Linked DNA regions of Mus musculus: region 2 is linked to region 1. Evidence: chromatin contacts called from public promoter capture Hi-C data. All regions are on one chromosome and are shown on one strand. The core of a region is the stretch at or near the end of the contact, and the rest is flanking DNA. Distances in the headings are between cores, read along the strand shown. Region 1 holds the start of H4c6 (H4 clustered histone 6). Region 2 holds the start of Slc17a3 (solute carrier family 17 (sodium phosphate), member 3).

Region 1 (3,091 bases), core at 343-2,842:
TGAGAAGATTTCAAAGGTACTTTTCTCCAAAGCTAAGGCTTTGTTTGTAACTGTTATATGGGTATTCTTGATCAAATAATTAATCAAATCTAATTGTTGCAGATATTTAGAGGAAAGTCAATTTTGTCTTTATAGCTTTTAATTTTATTCATACTAAGTAATTGCTGTGTGTTAGGTTCTATAATTGGCACTGGCAGTACTTGGTTCAGGTAGAAAGGTGAAGGTTGAAAAAGACATTACATTCTTATGAGAACAAACCACACGTGTACAGATGGAAATTTCATTTGGAAGAAAAGATGTGTTGTTCAGTCTAGTTGGGAGTATAATTCATGGTTATGGATGAGGTCATAGAGGCAAGACAGATGTCAGATAAAACACAGGAGTTTGGGTTTTATTTTTTAGATGCAGGATAATCAGTTAAGAAAATTTTATTTTTGTACAAAAGAGATGAAAACTATTTAAAATTGCTTAAAAAACACTGCAGGGGAAAAGATAACTCATCATTAAAATAATTTGAAAAGGACCCAGAAAGCATACAGAAGAATGAGAAAAACAGGATGTGTGCCAGGAAGCATGTAATCTTGATATTGCTAAGTTAGGAATATAGGGTCACTAGTGTGCTTTTGGGCCCATCATTTTGACTGCGGGAGTGGTTGTGATCTCATGTATAGCAGGAGCTGTAAATTTGGAAGTCAACAAGCCATTTAGTAGTCGAATCCTTCTCAATGTGGAAAGCCTGGCTCATAGCAGGGTAACAAGTCTAAGTTGCTAAGTAATAAGGCCACTTAAAAAATATGAACCAGTCTGTTAACTAGTAATGGAGTTTTCCCTCTGGAGCAACGTTGTCAGGAAGAGCTGGCAGCCTTGAGCTTTAGCCCAGAAGTGAAACGTTAGGGTTGTAATCAAGGATACAGGGGAAAGAGCACACAGGTTAAAACAGCTCTTTAGGCCTAAGAATTTTGTTCATCATCTCTTCAAAAGTATCTTTTGCCCTTTGTATTTAGCACCTTCAAGGGAATAAGACTCAGCTTAAGCACTGGGAGAAAGCAGTAGACCTTGTCTGGATTTGATGTGTTATAATTACTACAAACTACTGGGGAAGCACTTTCATTGCCTAGATTTACCTTTTGAAAAGTCTCAGCCGCCATTTTGAACTTTAGGGACAGAACAATTACAAGTCGAGAAATGCAAACAGCTTTTTATGACAAAGTGGGTGGCCCTGAAAAGGGCCTTTGAGAAAGAAGCTCCAGGTGAGCTTAACCGCCGAATCCGTAGAGGGTGCGGCCCTGGCGCTTGAGCGCGTAGACCACGTCCATGGCGGTGACGGTCTTGCGCTTGGCGTGCTCCGTGTAGGTGACGGCGTCGCGGATCACGTTCTCCAGGAACACCTTCAGCACACCGCGGGTTTCCTCGTAGATGAGACCGGAGATGCGCTTCACTCCTCCGCGCCGGGCCAGGCGGCGGATGGCGGGCTTGGTGATGCCCTGGATGTTATCGCGAAGAACCTTACGGTGGCGCTTAGCGCCGCCTTTGCCCAGGCCTTTTCCTCCCTTACCACGACCAGACATGGCTATGGAGCACTGAGTTGAAATTCCTTAAGCGCCCTCTACAGCTGGTATATATATGGCGAATGCGGACCTTTTAGAGGACTGAAAAGGCGCGGGCGGGAAGGTGATTCTGTATCCGCCCCTCTAACTCACTGGCTGAATCCTATTGCTAGGCGGAAGGCACAGCCCCTGTGGCGAGGGGAATATGAGTTTTCCGCTTTTCTCTTGGAGTTCTTAGTCACTAGTTTGTGTCCTTCAGGAGCGTACTTGTAGGTTCTGACAACCGATAGTTTATAATTCTCCCAGCCACTCATCATTTTTAAAAAGGAGGTTGTTATCCATACACTTATCTACAAAACCGGATATAGTACAGTAAGGTTATCTTTTAGGTGGAAGATTTACGAAAATGTAACTTCTAAAATTTTGCAAGCATTATTAAATCTCACTTATGAAGCTCTTTGCATTTCTCAGAGGCTTGCACATAGCTCTGTTTTCAAGTCTACAAAGGGCACTAGTATTGATTGAATATATACTGCTTCCCTTTTTTTTTTTTTTTTTCTCGAGACAGGGTTTCTCTGTGTAGCCCTGGCTGTCCTGGCACTCACTCTGTAGACCAGGCTGGCCTGGAAAGATGGAGACTTGCTCAGAGTTGAAGATCTAATCTTTTTAATAAACGCTATTGTTGCTGGGGAGGACTTTTGTGTTTCATGACCGGTAGCCACCGTTTTCTTTTTAGCCTCTGTAGTACTGGTTTGAGCCCCATCCTTGTGTAGAGAGAGGCCATCTTGAAGATGTGCTTTGGCTATTGCTTGTGTGAGACGTTTCTATGATAATGGTAGAGAAACAAACAAACAAACAAAAAACCCAAAAAAACAAAAAAACAAAAGTAACTACCATGTACTCAGGATGTGCTTATCCCAATTACCCCACAGAACTTTTCTATGCTTCTTTCCAGAAAATCACCAGTCCTCACCCCACTCACTCTGTACATACCAGAATGCCAAAACTAGTGTGAGTACAGTGGGGTTAAATAGCACAGTGGATTCCTCTCCCCCACCCAAGGAACTCAAAGGTCACTTAAGGGAAACTAAGTTCAGGCTGTGAAGTGTGACATGACATCAGCTCAGCATATTCCTTCCTGCTGCCTAGTAAGTACCCCAGTGAAGCAGCCATATCCCAATTGCATTGACCTTGCCCTGAAACTTGTTGAGCACAGTTTCAGTTATCTAGACTGTAGATGGGGATGTATTTGCACATTGGAGAATGGGCTTTTCTAAAAAATCGAGGACTTAGAATACTCCTCAAGTATGCAAGATGCTATTTAGCTTCCACACACAGTTAAAAGGTGTTACAGAGGGGAGAGAGAAGTGGGAGGGGGGTTTTTAAATATTTAAAGGCTCCCATTTTAGAAAATGAACTTAATACATACTCTTTTGTACTTGGATGTGAGTTCCAAGTTGCCAGTATCTTCATGTAATGTCAACAGAAAGGGATATAAAATTGATAGCTCTAATTTTTATAGATATTTTGAGCACATTTGTCTT
Region 2 (3,091 bases), core at 213-2,712, 290 kb after region 1:
GAAACAGTGGGTTTGAAGTACCACCTCACCTTTGAGGCAAGGACAAACTCCTTCACGAGCTTGGAAGGCAATGAATCTGTTGTCTACTTCCAAGCTATTGGCAGGATCGTCTAAAGAAATGAACAAGCTTGGCCTCTGGTGTGCTGGTGTGGGTGTTCCGAGCTCAGCCCCTTTGTTGGAAATCAATGTGGAGGTACCTCAAAAAGCTAGACATAGGACTATCATGTGATCAAGCCAGAACATTTCCTGAGAATATTCTCAACAGACTCTATATTCTACTGTAGATTTATTTACTCATTCATGTTTATTGCTTCTCTGTTCACAATCACCAGGAAATGAAAAGGTTTAAAATGTCCCATCACCTGATAAATGTGTAATGATACATGGAAGATTATTCAACCATAAAGAAAAATCAAACTACAAAATTATCAGTTCGGTGCATTTCTCAGCCCTCATCAGGGAAGCTTCTTTTTATAGTATAAGGTGATTAATACAAAGACCCACGGCTTGTCAAAATCTAGGGAGTAAGAGACTGTGGTATGATCAGCTTTAAAAGGGCATCTGTGTCACATTCTTGATCATAAGGCTCAGGAAGCATTGTAGAAGAGGCATCTTAAGCACCAGAGGTAGTGGACATCTACTGCAAAACCTTCTTTGCCAGACAAGACAGCGCTGTTGTACACGTGAGCTCACAGCAGCTGTGGCTGTAAACACAAGACCTGAGCAAGATCCAGCCAGCCAAAATCTCGCCACGGTCAGGGCGGGAGCTCATGAAGTCTCACCCATGGCCGAGGAGCTATTGGCAATTTATGGCTGCTAGCCGGTGAGAGCATCAGTTTTCTTCAGGGATTCAGATTCTAAGATGCTATCCATATTCCATTAGATAGTTCAACACCTATGAACACACAGACAACACTACGTGACTCAGTAGGGAGGAGGAGGAGGAGGAGGAGGAGGAGGAGGAGGAGGAGGAGGAGGAGAAGCAATGAAGAAGCATGAACTTGAGAGGGAAAAGTGACAGTGGGGAATGGGAGGAATTTGTTGGCAAAAATGAGTGAGGTCTGATCACAATGCATCATGTGCATGTATAAAAGTTTTAAGCGGTTACTTAAGTGAGTTAGAAAACTTGCCATTGTACATGGTAACATGTGCAAATTGAGATGTAGGTACGAGCATTGTTTTATGTAGTTTATCAACAAACATAGAAGTAATTAAGACAGGAAAAAAGTCATGGGGAATAAATACTGAATTTATGAGAAGCTTGTGGGTTTTGTCCATTTGATTTGGTTAACAACGTTACTAAATAAGATTATGGCCCACATAGTTCAAAGAAGCAAAAGAAAATTAAAGACCAGACAAAAAAAAGAGGGGGTAAAGTACAAAATGTGTTTAATTTGTAACTTATCCCATTTCAAACCGGAAAAAGGAAATGTCTTTAGAAATACTGCAAGGCAATGTGACTAATAACTGCCTGCAGGTGTCAGACCCAGTAGATCCTTCTGGGGTGCTGGCAAGACACTGGACAAGGACGAAGGCTGTGAAGCTCACAGCTGAAAGCAGGGGGTGCTTCAGCCTGTCATTAATGATTAATAATTGGAGTCATGGAGTGACACAGAATACTGAGTGGTCTGGTAAGAGGTAAGAGAAGCCTGTCCAGAGGAAACACAGGAAGGCCTACCTCAGTCACTAAGTTGGTAAGTCACTTACTTTCATTGGGTAGCCAAAGATCTGCACTGTCCTTGAATACCAGCTGAGGGTTGCTATACATCCCTCCTCCAACTTCAAATGTTCTCCTGCTGACAAAATAAAAACATGTTCATACAATGTAAAAACCTATGTCTACAAAGGCAATGGGGAAGCAAGAGTGAGGAAGACGGAAAAATGGAGGGAGAGGCAAAGGGAAGGGGGAAGGGGGAGAGAAGGGGAAGAAGATAACGGAGGATGGAGAAAGAGAGGGAGAAGGGAGGGGAAAAGAGGGTCCAAGAGGGAGGGGAAAAGGAGGAACATACAGAGACAGCGGGTAAGGAGAGGGAGGAGAAGAAAGAGAGGGAGAGGAGAGACTGGAAACTGAAGAGTTTGTGCTAGATCACCATAGGAATTGGTGGAGACAATAGCAGCTGTGGAGACAGATCCAAGAAACACATACTATAAAGGAATGTTTTTAAAACTTTTACGTAGTCACATAAAATCATGTATGTGTGTAGAAGTGACTTGTCCAGAGAATCAAGGGAGGTAGATCTACCATACCCAACAGAACTTGTTATTTAAAAAAAAAAATTGAATGAGAGAGACAGAGACAGAGACAGACAGAGACAGAGAGAAACAGACAGAGAGAGAATGGTAAGGGGAAAGTCAAAGTGTCTCATGAACAAACATCAGTTCTTTTGCTAATGAGCTCAATGGCCTAGGAGAAGAGAGTCAGTGAGTTTTCTGAGGTCCATGGCCCTGCCTGGGTCCTGAGTCTACAGCAGTGGTTGTAACTACTCTTGTTAGTCTGACAGCTGCTGGGGACATGAAGAACAGTGTGAGCATTGTGAAAACCACTCTAGATAAAATGGTGTTAGCAATCACTTCTTTGCCTGTTACATCATCAATACAAAAAGCACACAGCTCTTACCTTACAGCAAACATGACATTATACTGGAGCCATATTTGAGAGACCATGGTCTGGGAACAGAGATTTAGGTTATGCCAGATGTTCATGTCCCAATATGGAAGCCGTCTCATGAATTTTATAGTTTTATAGAATGACAAAAGTCATAAATCAAGGCAAGTTTAAAATACACTAGAGTCTACATAGAGAGGCAGACACAGCAAGATGGGGAAGTTTTTCTAAGGCCTCAGATGCTACCTGATAAAATTCTTAGACTTTGAATAGGTACAAGCTAGTAGTATCAGTATCAGAATCAGAATCTAGCAGTAACAGTAGCAGTAGCAGTTGTTAGCAATAGCCGTCATCATCGTAATCCTCTTTAAAAATCAATAGATTTCAAAAGGTTATTTATCAGTCATGGAATGTTAGTCCTGACACTAAGTAGAGGTGGGCAAGAAATGGTTGTTGAAGTGGCTAAGTCTATCCGAAATTAAGATA

Evidence for each region. Capture Hi-C pulls out chosen DNA fragments and counts their contacts.
Region 2: a contact with region 1 is called in a promoter capture Hi-C map of pancreatic islet. The contact joins the promoter of Slc17a3 here to the promoter of H4c6 in region 1. A contact is called at or near these places in 2 of 39 promoter capture datasets (both in liver) and 2 of 9 other capture datasets (adipose tissue and pancreatic islet).

Annotation. Positions count from the first base shown.
Region 1 is chr13:23,550,076-23,553,166 of GRCm38.p6, forward strand. It overlaps H4c6 (H4 clustered histone 6), which reads right to left and starts at 1,593. Exons shown (of 1, transcript NM_175655.3): 1 at 1,211-1,593. The coding sequence starts at 1,568. The coding sequence ends at 1,257.
Region 2 is chr13:23,837,972-23,841,062 of GRCm38.p6, forward strand. It overlaps Slc17a3 (solute carrier family 17 (sodium phosphate), member 3), which reads left to right and starts at 1,463. Exons shown (of 12, transcript NM_001164743.1): 1 at 1,463-1,694.